Linked DNA regions of Zea mays: regions 2 and 3 are each linked to region 1. A link is a contact called in public Hi-C data. All regions are on one chromosome and are shown on one strand. Each heading gives the region's core, a stretch centred on a gene start, on an enhancer-like site or on the middle of the called end of the contact. The rest is flanking DNA. Distances are from core to core; before and after follow the strand shown.

Region 1 (4,844 bases), core at 199-2,698:
TATGTTAAGTAATGACTCTATGGATGTCTTGGACATCTTGATGTAATAAAGTACCTTTCCGCTATTTACTTTGAACAATGTGTGATGATGTCCAATTATGTAATCATTGTGTACGTGAGTTTCTGATCCTGCACATACATGGTTCGCATTCGGGTTGCCTTCCAAAACCGGGTGTGACAACCTTGAACCCAAGTCCGCACCAACATTCAAAGTGATCATCCATTTGATCATATTCTTGGTGACATAAGGTTAGGTAGTAACGACTCGTTCACGTATTGCAAACTTTTGTGAGCACTACTCTTTTATTTCTTCTATTGAGCCTTTTAGGGTAGAAGAAGCCTTGCAGGATCCAAACTGTGTGTTGGTCATGCAAGAGGAGCTCAACAACTTCAAGAGAAAATGAAGTATGGAGTCTGGTGCCACGTCCAAAGCAAAACGTTGTGGGCACCAAGTGGATGTTTCGCAACAAGCAAGACCAATATGGAGTGGTGACAAGAAACAAAGCAAGACTTGTAGCAAAAGGTTATGCTCAAGTCGCAGGTTTGAATTTTGAGGAGACTTTTGCTCCTGTAGCTAGGCTTAAGTCTATTCGAACATTGTTAACTCATATAAGGATCTTTTTGTTGATTTAACAAGGAACATATCTCACATATGGAACATAGGCTTAAAATAAACTTTATTATATATTACTAGCTAATACTTTAAACCATATTTTAAGGGTTTACAATTTTCAAAAAGTCAAACAAATTCATTTTAACAATATATATATATATATATATATATCATAATTAATATCGTTAAATGGATCACCTTTAATATCATACCGATACTTACAAAGTGATAGAGGAAATAACTTGCTCATTTGGACCGCATTCCAAAAACTTGAGCTTTTATTTGTATTTATATTTTCTAGAAATATTTATAAATTATTAAATTATTATTACTCTTGAAAAGTTTGGTCATCATAAATATTTTAGCAATAACTATTTTGAAACGGATAGAGTACTAGTCATTTCTCTATGTAGGAATACTAAGAGCGTCTCTATAAGAGCTCTAAACATGGTTGTATTCTAAAATATTAGGTTTAGATCCATAAAACACCATCCAACAGTAATCTTATTTTATAAAATTATCAAATAATTATTAGGCTCTATCACTTGGGTCCTAAATATGGTATCCTATATATTGGAGCAGTAAACTTGTTTTCTCTTAATATTCAACTATTTATTTTCTAATATTATGATTTATTTATTTAAAATAATTATTTAAGGTCTAACTGTTGGGTTAAATTATATGCAAATTTAGAGCACAGGATATATCAATACAATTTATGTTAAAAGTGCTCTAATGTAATTTAGGAAAAATTGAATTGTACTTGCTTCGTTGCTTCTCGGTTGTCGCACAGGCGGCGCCTGACAGCACAGGAGCGGGACACGCCCCGCGCGCGCCTCCCGCTATCACATTCTCACCGGCTGCCCCGGTCGCGCTCCCTTCTCCTGCAGCCATCAGAAAAGGGGGCAAAAAGGCCCCCGAATTCTCCTCGCCCGGGCACAACCTCGCTCCAGAGTCCAGGCCAGACCAGCAGGCCGCCTTTCCGCTCGAGCACCCACGCAATCATCACCGCCGTCTTCCTCTCGCTCTTCTCTTCCCCTTCCATTCCTCGGCACCACGTCCTCGGGAACCCCGCATGCCCTCCGCACAAGGCGCCGCCTGTTCCCGGTGACCGCGGGGCCGAGATCGGCGCGCCATGGCCGCGCCCGGAGGCCTGGACCAGGACTGTGCACAGGACGCCGCCATTAAGCTCTTCGGCCGCAGCATCCCGGTTCTCCACTCCTCCGTCTTCGCCGCCACCGCTGCGGCCGCATCCGAGGTGAGCAGCAACAGTCTCAGTTCTCGGATTCATTCCCTGACGAGGGACAGGGATCTTTCATGGTCGACGGGTTCTCGCGGGGGGGCAGGATGGTCATTGCCGGCCGTTTCTGAGGAAAAGGGAGAGGACGGGAAAGCGGAATCGGATACGCTTTTTCTCCCCCCTGCTTTTGCGCTGTCAAATGCGTGTTGGTGGATCATGGTTCCTGCTGGGATTCTGGTCGCTGTTGCTGCGAAAAGATTCTTCCTTTTGGAGCCCTGTTTGATTTCATACCTCATTAAAAAAAAGGCTGTGGGTTTATGTGTTTGCTCCTTCAGTGTTTGTACGGGAATTTTCTTCCAATACGTGTTTCTTCAACAAGTCACTCTCCGTATTTACGGCCGTATTTATGGGGAGATTTATGTTGGTTTATCCCTTACCCAGATTCTAATCATGTGAGCCTTCGGCCTGCCTATAATCGTTTCGTGCTGACTGCTTAGGGATTACTTCTGTTCATGCTTGATGTGATAGCTTGGAATCGAAATGTTCAATATGTACGATAAGAAGATTGGTTGCCTTTTCGTAGTGTCCACGTACGATTTTGTTTCCTTTTTTTTTCTTTAGAAAGATACATTGCCTTTGTCTGTGGAGAAATCGCTGAGAATTTTCTTGTTTTCGTGGGGGTAAGTAATGCCATGGAAAAGGTAAGGAACATTCAGGTTACATCAGTTAACAGACTATTAATCAGGTTCCTTTGGATGTCTTTCTTTTTGAGAAGGGAGGGGGGTTCCTCTGGCTACCTTTCAGTGTACTATACATGAAAGCATGTTGTGTGAGTGTGACAAGGGACTTGTTGTTTCTGCTGTGCTTATGAACAGAAACAGAATCTTATTCATATTTACTCTCTGTCTCTCTGATGGTGGAATCAGGGGTGGTCTTTTTGGTTTGCTAGAACACCCCTGTTGCACATGTACTATTTCATCTAATTAAGGTTTGCACATGTGATTCAGCCTAATCTTGTTGGACATAAGTGCATTAGCATACTTCTATAGTCGGACCAATAATTTGTTGAAAAGCAAAAGCACAAGTTCTAACAACCTCAGTTGTGTGGCATGGAATGCAAATCATGTAACACATTGGGTGGTTCTTGTGAGTATTGATCCATCATTTCATTTCATCAGTTACTGTCAGCACACAAATCGTCTAAATGTTTCCATATTTTTATGCATAATAGTAACTAATTGTACCTCAAGTGCCAAATAAAATGGTAGTTGATAACTGTTGCTTAGTGTTAGTATTGGGTACCTGTGTCTGGATCTGAATTAAACTAAAATTCTGCTTCATATAATGTTTTTCATATTCTCACTTGTCTAATCTACTATGATCTGATGTTTATCCTCTGATGACACATCATAAATTATCTCTTTCAGGTTAGCACCAAATTATCAAATGATGTTAGAAGCAATGATGGCATGCCATGCCTTCCAAACATGTCTTTGATTGTCAAAACAAATCCCTTCCCTTCCAAGAGCAATATGAAGAATGGTTTACAGGCAATCAGCAGTCAGCATGGGAAAATGGAAGCTGATTCCAACTCTGAGGAAGCTAAGAATAGTTTACAAGCTATCATCAGTCAGCCTGGGAAAAGATACGATTCCAAGTCTGAGGAAGCTAAGACTGAATCTGGTGGATCTGGCCAAGAGAAGGTACTCAAGAAGCCAGATAAGATTCTGCCTTGCCCTCGCTGCAATAGTATGGAAACAAAGTTCTGCTACTTCAACAATTACAACGTGAACCAGCCCAGGCATTTCTGCCGAAACTGCAAGAGGTACTGGACTGCTGGGGGGACTATGAGAAATGTCCCTGTAGGTTCTGGTAGACGCAGAAATAAGGATCCATCTCATCACCATCATTTCACCAAGGTGTGTGATTATACCATTGCTACTAATGGAGATGTTTCTGATGCAACTCAGCGCCAGTCCGTTGCAGCCAAGCCATGTCTCCTTCAAGGTTCAGGAAAACAAAATGAAACAGCGTGCAAGTCTGTATCTCCAGTCAGTAATATTAAAGAGCAGAACAATGCCGACCTTATTTCCTTGGTCTCTGGTGATAATAAGGAAGAGAAATCATGTGCATCTTCTGCAGTGGTATCTGGTTCCTCCGAAAATTGGATGCCAGAAAATACAGTTAAAAAGGAGGAGGATAATACTTCAGCGTACGGTAATGGTGTGAAAGTACCTGATCACAAAATGCAGCCTCACCATGCTGGACCTGTTTCGGTGTTCTCCAGAAATCCTGCTGCAGTCATGGCGACTAATCAGTGCTCAGAAGATGGTATTCATACGCCGGGAAATGGTACGGTCAGTCCTCTTTCACTGCCACCACTACCCATGGTACCAACCCCAGGAATTTGTGCACCTGCTGTTCCATTCCCTTTCCCTCTCGTGCCAGCCTTCGTGAGCTGCATTCCTGGCTGGCCAAGTGGACTATGGGGTGCACCATGGCCTGGAAGTAGTGCCCCTACATTACTATCTCTTCCTCCAAACGGTTTAGCTCTTTCAGGAAGCAACTCTGGGGTGTTAGGAAAGCATACAAGGGTAGCTAATTTGCAGGAAGAACAGAAGGCAGAAAAGAAGTTTTGGGTCCCTAAAGCTCTCCGAATTGACAACCCAGAAGAGGCAGCAAAGAGTTCGATCTGGGCCTCTCTTGGTATCAAGCCTGATGACAGAATCATATTCAAGTCTTTCCAGTCCAAGGATCTGAAAAATAGTGCGACTAAGACGCCAGAATCCCTGCAGGCCAATCCAGCAGCGTTTTCCCGCTCTCAGACATTTCAGGAGAGGGCCTGATACAAAAATAAAGTGTCCTCAAAACAAAGGATACCAGAGGATGGTCAATGTTCCTATTTAAGCTTTTTCTTGAGTTGATCTGTCGCTAAGCGCAGCAGTTTGGCAATCAACTCAGGCCTGGCCAAGATTTACATTTTTTTTCTTTC
Region 2 (4,650 bases), core at 626-3,125, 440 kb after region 1:
TCGGGCCATGCTCGTGCTGGCCCGAAAAGCCCAGCCCAGATTCCCAGCACTACATGCATATTTGCATGGCCTGATGGCTGCCATTTTTGGCTGCCGTTTAACGAAACCAGAACCATGGGGCTGTTACGTGCAACTCCCCTGATCCCCTCCTGAGTAGAGAGGGCAACGGGCGCGTACCCGCTGGGTACTATGTTCCCAAACCCGTACCCGTGAAATTAAAATATACCCGCTAAGAAACCCATGCCCGCAGCCGGGTACAAGTTTTTGCCCGTACCCGTGCCCACCCGGGTACCGGGTACCCGCGGGCTACCCGTGCCCGACAAGAAAGCTAATGGGCTGGGCTGCCAACCATGTTTACTAGGCTGGGCTCATTCGGATGCTAGCCAATCGTTCCTGCACTGAGGCTCTAGATTTCATAGATAGCTAATGGGCTGGGCTGCCAACCATGTTTACTAGGCCATAAAATGAACTTTTTGTTTGTTTAATAATATTATGCCGGGTTTTAGAAACCCATGGGTTTGCGGGTATGGGTACTAGGATCCCATACCCGTACCCGCGTACCCGCTGGGTTTAGCTTATCACCCATTAAGAAACCCGTGGGTTTGGATATTAGCCCGTATCCGTCCCCTAATAGGGTAAAAACCCACCGGGTTTCGGGTTTCGGGTACCCATTGCCATCTCTACTCCTGAGTCATGAACTCCTGATTGCTGAAAAAACTGAAAGTCTCAAAAGGTAAATAGGGAACACGCAAAGGCCTTCACGTTAAGAAAGCCATCAGATTTCATTACGGAATAAGTAATTAACACTGTCATCTCCTTAACTGACTAGAATAGAAGGAACCATGCATGTAATCCTCATGGAGAAGAGATGTACTCAACTAAAAGCAGGCAGCAGCCTAATACTTCTTGCTAGTATACATCTCAAAGGCATCGGCTCAACCGACATCCGCCGTCCGATCATGTGCCATCGGACATTCGGACGGACAAAAGCTCCAATCCCAACTCATCAGATGAGCCCCGAGCTCTCCAGGGCCGGGAAGCCACACTCGCCCTCAATGGCGCGCACCAGTGCCTCCAGCTCTAGCAGCGCCGCCGAGTCCGAGCCGTCGGCCCCAGCTGCCACGGCGGCGTGCGTGTGCGTCGCGGTCCACGCGCGCGCGCCCGGGCTCCTGTCCACCGGCGCTGGCGCAGCGGCGGCGCGGTCGAGCAGGAAGAAAGCGGACGTGTCCAGTGTCGGGAGCACGCACGCGGGCGCGGCGGGCGTCCAGCTGGGCGCGGCGACGGCGGCAGCGGGGGAGGAGGAGGAGGAGGGCCCAGGGGCGGGGAGGCCGGTGATCTCCTGCACCATGCGCTGGAAGTTGGCGGGGTCGGCGGTGATGTATGTGGTCTGCGGGCGCCGCGACGGGCGCGGCTTGCGCTTGGCGACGCGGCCCCCTCTAGGTCCTCCCGCCACGGCCCGGGCGGCGGGCGGCTGGCCCGGCCTGCTGGACACCGGCGCGGGAGCTGCGTCGTGGCCGCTGGACAGGAGCTCGGAGGCGGACGAGGTCGAGGAGGACGGGGTGGACGGGGAGAAGGGCCGGGCCGCGGCGGAGCTGGCGTGGGCAGGCGCAATGGAGGCGCGGAGCGCCGAGGTGAGCGCCGAGTTCTCGAAGGCGGCCGCGGAGGTGAGGCAGCCGGGGGGCGACGAGAAGTAGCAGTGGCTGGCGCCGGCGTGGGTCCAGATTGGGTCGAGGCCGGTGCAGCGGTTTGCCGCCATGTGACGAAGGGAATGGAAGCGACTAGCGAGAGAGGGGAGGTGCAGCAGCTCGACAGCTCGCAGCTTGGAATTGGATTGGGGTGACAGGTGGTGGGGGTAGGCGTAGGCGAGGAAAGGTGAGGCGGGTAGCGGGAGGCGACGGCGGCCAGCGGGAATTTATACTGTGAGCAGCCAGCGTTGCGAGGCCGAAATGGTGGGAGCACACGGGCTGTCTACACCATCATTTTCAGTAGAATCTTTCGAAACATTAGCATAGCAGCATTTGAGAGACGCAGGTGAGCTAAAATTGGCCCTAATGTCTTGCCTCCTTGTTGTTTGTGGAACACAAGGTGTCTTTAGAAATTCTAGGGCGCGAAACAAATGATGTATTTAACTACCTCTTGATCATAGGAAGACATTCGTGATATAACCATACTTGATACTTTGGTTATATATGTATGCCGATCTAATCATTTTTTAAACTCGGTTTTAAAAAGGATTACACTTTATCTCTTATAACTCAAGACAAATTTGAATGTTGGAATAGTTCTTTCCTTTATGTTTTATGAGGACGAGTGGAGCAGAGTATAGGAGTAGGTGCACATGATTTTTTTCAAAAACAAGAAACACGAAAAAGAAAACATAAGCAGCTGATGAGGCCTCTACGTAGTAGTAGGGGTTCAGGGTGTGCGTAGCGATGGGTGCGGAAGAGGAAAGCGAAAGGAGAGGACCGGACGGTGGAGTGGGGCCCTACGGAAACCGCGTCGCTGCCGCGCTTGCGGTGGCTGCCGGCTGGCCATCCGCCCATCCCATTCCCATCACATGCGGACGCCGTGCCGTGCCGGTGGGCTGCGGCCGGCGGCCGCTGAGGTGCGGGCCCCACCTAGGTACCCGTCTGGCTGGGTCCACCGCTCGCTCATCGTCATCTCCTGTCCGCAAAGGATCCCCGCCGCCGCATGCGCCTTTTCCCGTGCGTCACTGAGGGCGCTTGCATTGCATGGAAAGCCAGCGTCGTCGACGACCACGGTCGGTCGGTCCACCGCTGCCTCGATCGGCGGGCACACTTGTTGGGTCCACCCCCTGCCACTCTTGTTGCCCAAGCTCAGCACGGGTCCCCGTGCAGGGAGTCTCCTTGTACGGAGCAGTGACCATAGTCCACAGCCAGGTCAATTTTATGCGGTTGTACTGGTACGGCCTAAACCGCAAAAGAAAGGCGCTTCTGTCGCGATCAAAAGCGAGTTGTGTGAACGCATGAGCAGCCAAATTCTGAACCCTTTTGAAATGGTCGTCGGGAGGTCCATGCAAAGCCGCGTTGTCAGAGTCGGGTGGGCCACGCCACACGTAGGCGTCTAGCCAATCGATGAGATTCCGCGCCGGTGGATCTTCAAGGCTTCAAGACAGAACTCTACTCCAGGGTAAGGATATGAATAAATAATAGTGAGTAATTATATATTAGATATGGATATATTGACATTTATTATCCATATGTACAAGTATGGATATAATAAAATATCTATAGATATTATTTTGCATATATATATCATATCTTTATATCTGTTATCTGACATGTGGGCCATTCGAATTCAATACACTATCTCCAATTTACATCTATGATATATTGATTGATGCTACTGGATTGATGAAATTGTTAAATTTTGTTAAAACTATTGTTTGGTGCTGAATGTTGATATTATTTATCAATATTCGAGTTTGATCTATTTAAAATGGTTGAGATTTGATCCGTATTCGATTTCGAGTATTCAGTATCTAATTTATATTAGTATTCTTATACTCAAAGTTGGATGTTTAAGATGTCGATAATATACATATCTGATTCGAAGAGAAAATACGAAAACAAATATGGAAAAAGCAATATCAGTCCATATCTGATTCGATTACACTCCTAGACCTAGGATCCAATTGGGCTAGGTTAGGTCACTTGATGTGGTGGTGTCCCAGCCACGCCACATCCCATGTTAAAATGGATCGACGGAGGTTGCGAAACGATGGGTCAATTTCGAGATGAACCGACCTGGCTCTCCCTTTTTACATCTAGCCTTCCTTCTTCTAAAAGGACTTTTGTTTTAGGGGCAAATATATATCTAAAATAAAGTTTTTTTAAACAAATAGAGGGAGTGCTTGTTGAATTTAAATGGGCTAGCCCATCTAATTTAATTAATATTTCGTGAGCTATAATAATACTAGAGTCTTACCCGCATTGCTAGTGGGAAAACTTAACAAACTAGAAAAGTGGACTTAGTATATACCTTCTGTGAAGTTCAAAGATTGATGATCATCAATATTATTGGAGTGACTCCCTCTAATGTGGTTTTTACGATGTTCTAAATGAGAGCTTAGCATATAATACCAATTAGTGTGTGAATCACCTAACTTGAATTCGAAGAAGCAAATGTATCTTGAGTCTCCTATGTCCCATATGGTTTGCTTACCATACTTAACTGCAATCATCTCCTTGTTGTGTAGCTTGCCTTGTTCAAACTAAACTAAAAAATTGAGCTACTAGAATTGTTTAGATTTACATATATTGAATTCATGCTAATGTAAAATAGTTGTTTTAATATTGTTTTTTGTATTGATCAAAATTTGGTTTAGCGATTTATGAGGTTTGTAGGATAATTTTTATAAGCTTTTCTATTCATATCTAATGATCTAGATCTTATCAACAGGGCCGGTTGCGGGCTTGTCTCAGTAGCTTACCTATCCTATCTTCCATCCCATATTCAAATATTTTAAATTCTAATCTGTGTGCAATCTATAATACGAAACAATATTTTATACGATCATATGCAATGATTTTTCCAAGATAAAATTTGTAGGAACGTAGCACGCCACAAGCCTGGCTCAATGCCTGGACCAGGAAGCCAAACGCAAGCTAGCTACCTGCATCCCGCGAC
Region 3 (4,533 bases), core at 670-3,169, 440 kb before region 1:
GTTTTGCACAACTATATGCACGATGCTGGCCATAGCATAACTATACTAGGCAAACTACCCAACCAAACATTTTACCAACTCGCTAACATTATAAAAGATTCTATATCACAAAGCCTAAATTGATTTTACAAGCATGTTTCCATTTGAGAAAAGATGGCAAACAATTATATACAAGAATTACTGAGTGACTGAGATCATTTTATATAAAAACAGTCAAACTTTGTTACACATTGTCTTATGGAAAATTGCTCATGTCCTAGATGCATGACAGGATAGCATGAAACGGGCCTCAGCTGAATGATAGTGTCAAGGACCTCAGCTATGCTACCATATTCAAATCAAGTAATGGCAAACTCACACCAACATATTTGACTTAAATCATTTTTTGTTCCATATGTTGCTTACTTCATATTATTGTGTATAAAGCACAGATGCATCATTAGTGCATCCACAATCACTAAATTATGCCTCTTTAGATAACTAAAAATTTCCACAAAATACTTAATAATATCAGGAAAAAAACAAAGAAAGAAAAGCAAAAAAAGAAGACCAAGGATGGAATAATTCTGAATTTTCCCTTTTCCTAACATCATTTCATTTGTCGATTAATCACAGTTACATTTTCTTCCATCATTTGAATTGAAGATAAAAAATCAAAACAATATTGTGATCAGTTTTCATTATCACTTTCAGATAATTATAACACTACCAGACTTTAGCAACCCAGGTCAAAAATAGACCAGAACAGAAAAAATTCAGTTATTAAGACTGAGACATAGAAAGGGCAAGTAGCCGTGGATGAGGACCACAGGCCCACAGGCCACAGCCAATGGTGAAAGGAAAGGGACAACAAGCCAAAGGACGAGTAACTCCATCCTATTGCACAACTCGCATGTGAGCCAAGCTACATGCTGGTTGCTGGACATTAATGCTTAGATGCTCAGAGATCTGAAGTAGTCGCCAATTGGTCGTCCACAGTTGGCAGCTGACAACCAAATTAGCCTGTAGTACTAAAGCAAGTACTAGCAGGCACAAGCAGCCAGTTGCTTTTCTGGTAAGGACACGGGACAACGCGATTGGTCGGGATTTCCGCCAATCCGACCCAGGAATCAAGAACGTCCAAAAGAACGTCGGCGCCGACAAAAGGGAGTAGAGATCACATCTAACGTCAGATCCCTAAAAGTTGACCATAGGAACTGAAATTGTGGTTTAACCGTCACAGGAACTAACCCAGCAACCAAGATGGTTCGTATCCCATGTGGATTGGATGGGATTGAAAAAATTTATGAAAGATTTTGACTTGTTCGGGATTGAAACCCACTCAATCCCACCCAATCCACATGATCCACCCAATCCACATAAATTGAGAGCAAAAAGAACAAGCCCTAAGTGGAGCAGACGGCACAGGAAGGTAAGGAAACAACACCGTATCGCAGATCGCGAACCGTAGCACGAGACCGCGGGGATTGAGAAGGAAGGTAAGGAGATTGCGAGGGCGGGGGAAGGACCTTGGTGTCGAGCATAACGGCGCAGAGGATCCCGGTGAGCTCCATGGCGGCGTGCAGGTTGTCGAGCGTCTCCTGGTGGTACTCGTGGGAGCCATGGGAGAAGTTGAAGCGCGCGACGCACATCCCGGCGCGCAGCAGGCGCGAGATCATCTCGACGGATCGCGACGCCGGGCCGAGCGTGCAGACGATCTTGGTCTTAGGCCGGCGCCGCGCCACGGGCTCCTCCCCCCACGCCAACTCACCGCCCGCCGCCATCGCTAGATCTGCGCAAGCAAAGGAGAGGCAGGTGCTGGGATTCGTTTGGCTGCCTCGCCCCTTCCCCTTGTTTCGCTTTTGGACTGCGCGTTCTTCTTGCCCTCCAAGAATGAATGGGGGCGGCGTCGAGAAGGATTCTTCTTCTGTGGACGGAATTAAGGGAGGGACCGAGAGAGGGATGGGAAGTTATAGGCAGAGAAGAGAGGGACAAGTGGGCCCGCCTGACCGCGTGTCTGCTAGGGACGGGCAACCAAAACCTTTTGCGGTCAAAACCATGGGGGGCAGAGCGCAGTTCGGTTCCCACCGTATGCGCGAAATCCGACGGGGCAAAGGCGACCGAGGCTAGTCTTGACTTATTAGTTGGCATTAGCTAGGACTATTTTCAACCGTATTTTACATCTCTATATCTCTTATTTACAGATTTTTAAAAAATATTTATTTTTAATATCTTATTTCTCTCTAAGTATGTTATTTATATCTTATCTTTATATATTAAATATTTATATTAAAGACTGTTGATACCCTGTAACTGGGGTATTCACACCACTACCTTAAGGAACGGTTAACCCTACCAAGACAGGTCCTGGTCTGACGCGTGTAAGGGGCTTGAGTTGCATGCGCCAGGTCGTCAGACCCCTAGCGAACGAAAGCCCAGGGTTTGCTTGTTGTACACAACCTCGGAACTCGCACCTCACGGTGGCAGGGGTCTGGAGTCGCCATGTTGTCCCTTGGCCCATAGCTCAAACCTTCGTCCAGATGGAACTCCCTATCAGCAGCCACAATACTCGCATTTATTGTAGAGTGGCTGAAGGGTGCACAACGGGCTACAAAGTGTGGCAGACTGACAAGACTGCTCACGCGTTACCAAGGAACACGACAGTTCACCTGTATCGCATGCATACAATGCCTACTCAAACTAATGCAAGCTACAGAGGCGCTTATCTCGTCCGCGTGAGCAACGCCATCATGAAGCGTCGTTCGGCCACTCGATACTCCCGTTGTTGTGCAGACCAGATGTGACAACACAAAGATATAAGATTGGATCCTTCACGCATTAGTACATCCAGCCCAGCAGTCAGCACGGTGGATGGTTGCCAAGGCAAACCCGAGGTGATAGGAAGAACACACCTAGTCATGGAGTCAGCGCGATATCCGGGGAAGATCTTAGCCCACCAATGCACTTATAACTCCAAGAGATATGTATTTAATATAGGCACACAGGGCCCACTTGTCGGGGTCCACCATTCTTGTGCATGTTCCCCTTAGACTATAAAAGGGAAGCACATGCTATGCAAAGGACACAGGCAGAAATGCACATTCAGACTCTCAATTCTTAAAGCAATACAGTCCATAATGGATGTAGTGTATTATGCTCCGGCGGTCCGAACCACTCTAATCCTTGTGTTCTTGAGTCCTTCAATTGATCATGCAAATCCTTGAGCCCCCTCCTCATCTTAGGATTAGGGCAAGTGCATTCCGCCACCCGATCGGAGGATCTCCCTTCCGACATTTGGCGCGCCGGGTAGGGGGAAAGGTGGTATAAGTTGTTGTCTGCTTTCCTCCGCTCGGCATGATGGTCTGAATGGTTGAGCACTTGGACGCCTCCTTCGACAACCACCAAGGTGGTGAGGGGGAGGCGTCATCTGCACCAAGGGTTTCACAACCCTAGGTACATGGGGCTACTGCGCAGCAGCACTCCCGCCCGATGCTCGGTGTTGCAGCGCAACCTGCGTAGCAACACACACTAGAATCAGCATCTAGGGCCTCATCGCGCGCAGCCCCCGAAGGAGCACTAGCGACGGCATGGGTGTTGCTCTGAAACTCCTGGACCGGCTGTTTCAACAGGAGCAATGAGGCAGTGATGTGACAACGTTGAGCGTCTCCTCAACATAGCTGAGAAGGCATCTGGCATAGCCAGAATTGGGTCAGCTCATCAGCTCCACTGTGAGGCATTGGCATTGTCGGTGTTTCGGACCCGCGAGGACCGTCAACCGACAAGTAAATTTGTTGCTGTGTGTCCCTGCCCAGATGGGTTGATGCAAGATGGAACACAAGAGGGAAATGAGGCTTATGTTATCTCGCACCGGGGTGCTTGTAGTAGGGGTTACAAGCGTCGTGAGGGAGCGAGGGCGAGAGCGAGTGGGAGAGAGGGAGAGAGAGAGTCCCTGCGTGTCTCCCCGTCTGCCCCCGACGTCCCACGTTGTCCACGACGTCCAACTTATGTCCACGACGTCCAACGTGTGTCCACGACGTCCAACGTTGTCCGTGTTGCAACGTCTGTCCACGACGTGCCTTAGGAAGGCCCTGGACATCCCCTTTTATAGATACAAGGAGATGCCCAGCTGTACAAGAGGGTATAGCTATGTGCTATCGTGGCTGGCGGAGAAGCGCCTTGAGCCCTATACACGAGCTAACGTGGCCGTCGGAGAAGTTCCTTGAGCCCTGTAGAAGCACAACTGTCGGCGCGGTGTGGATCCTGCTAACGTTGTCTTGCTTCCGTAGGGGGTTTGAGAGCAACCAACGTCATGGGCGCACGCGAGGAACCATCATTACCTGTTACCGGAGTGACCTTAGATGGGACACCGGTCTTGTTCCTTCGTAGCCTGAGGCAGCTAGCTAGGAGTAGGGTAATGATGTATCCCCTGTAGCGTAGTCGGTCCGAGGCCCAGGTCGGGCGAGGCGGAGACTTCTCCTGAGGTCGAGGCTGGGCTCGGGCGAGGTTGTGACTCCTCCCGAGGCCGAGGCTGAGGCCGAGGCCTAGGGTCGGGCG

What was found. Hi-C and Micro-C count contacts between places; a contact is called where the count stands out from the background.
Region 2: a contact with region 1 is called in a Hi-C map of bundle sheath, with 3 times the contacts expected there. The contact joins the promoter of LOC100280416 here to the promoter of LOC103650023 in region 1. A contact is called at or near these places in 4 of 25 Hi-C or Micro-C datasets (bundle sheath, ear, endosperm and 1 more).
Region 3: a contact with region 1 is called in a Hi-C map of ear, with 3 times the contacts expected there. The contact joins the promoter of LOC542177 here to the promoter of LOC103650023 in region 1. A contact is called at or near these places in 2 of 25 Hi-C or Micro-C datasets (ear and leaf).

What each region holds. Positions count from the first base shown.
Region 1 is chr3:44,575,445-44,580,288 of Zm-B73-REFERENCE-NAM-5.0, forward strand. LOC103650023 (cyclic dof factor 2) reads left to right here and starts at 1,449. Exons shown (of 2, transcript XM_008675696.4): 1 at 1,449-1,870; 2 at 3,280-4,844. The coding sequence starts at 1,748. The coding sequence ends at 4,698.
Region 2 is chr3:45,015,331-45,019,980 of Zm-B73-REFERENCE-NAM-5.0, forward strand. LOC100280416 reads right to left here and starts at 1,876. Exons shown (of 1, transcript NM_001153339.2): 1 at 740-1,876. The coding sequence starts at 1,756. The coding sequence ends at 1,007.
Region 3 is chr3:44,133,107-44,137,639 of Zm-B73-REFERENCE-NAM-5.0, forward strand. LOC542177 (PK protein) reads right to left here and starts at 1,920. Exons shown (of 3, transcript NM_001111796.2): 1 at 1,509-1,920. The coding sequence starts at 1,763.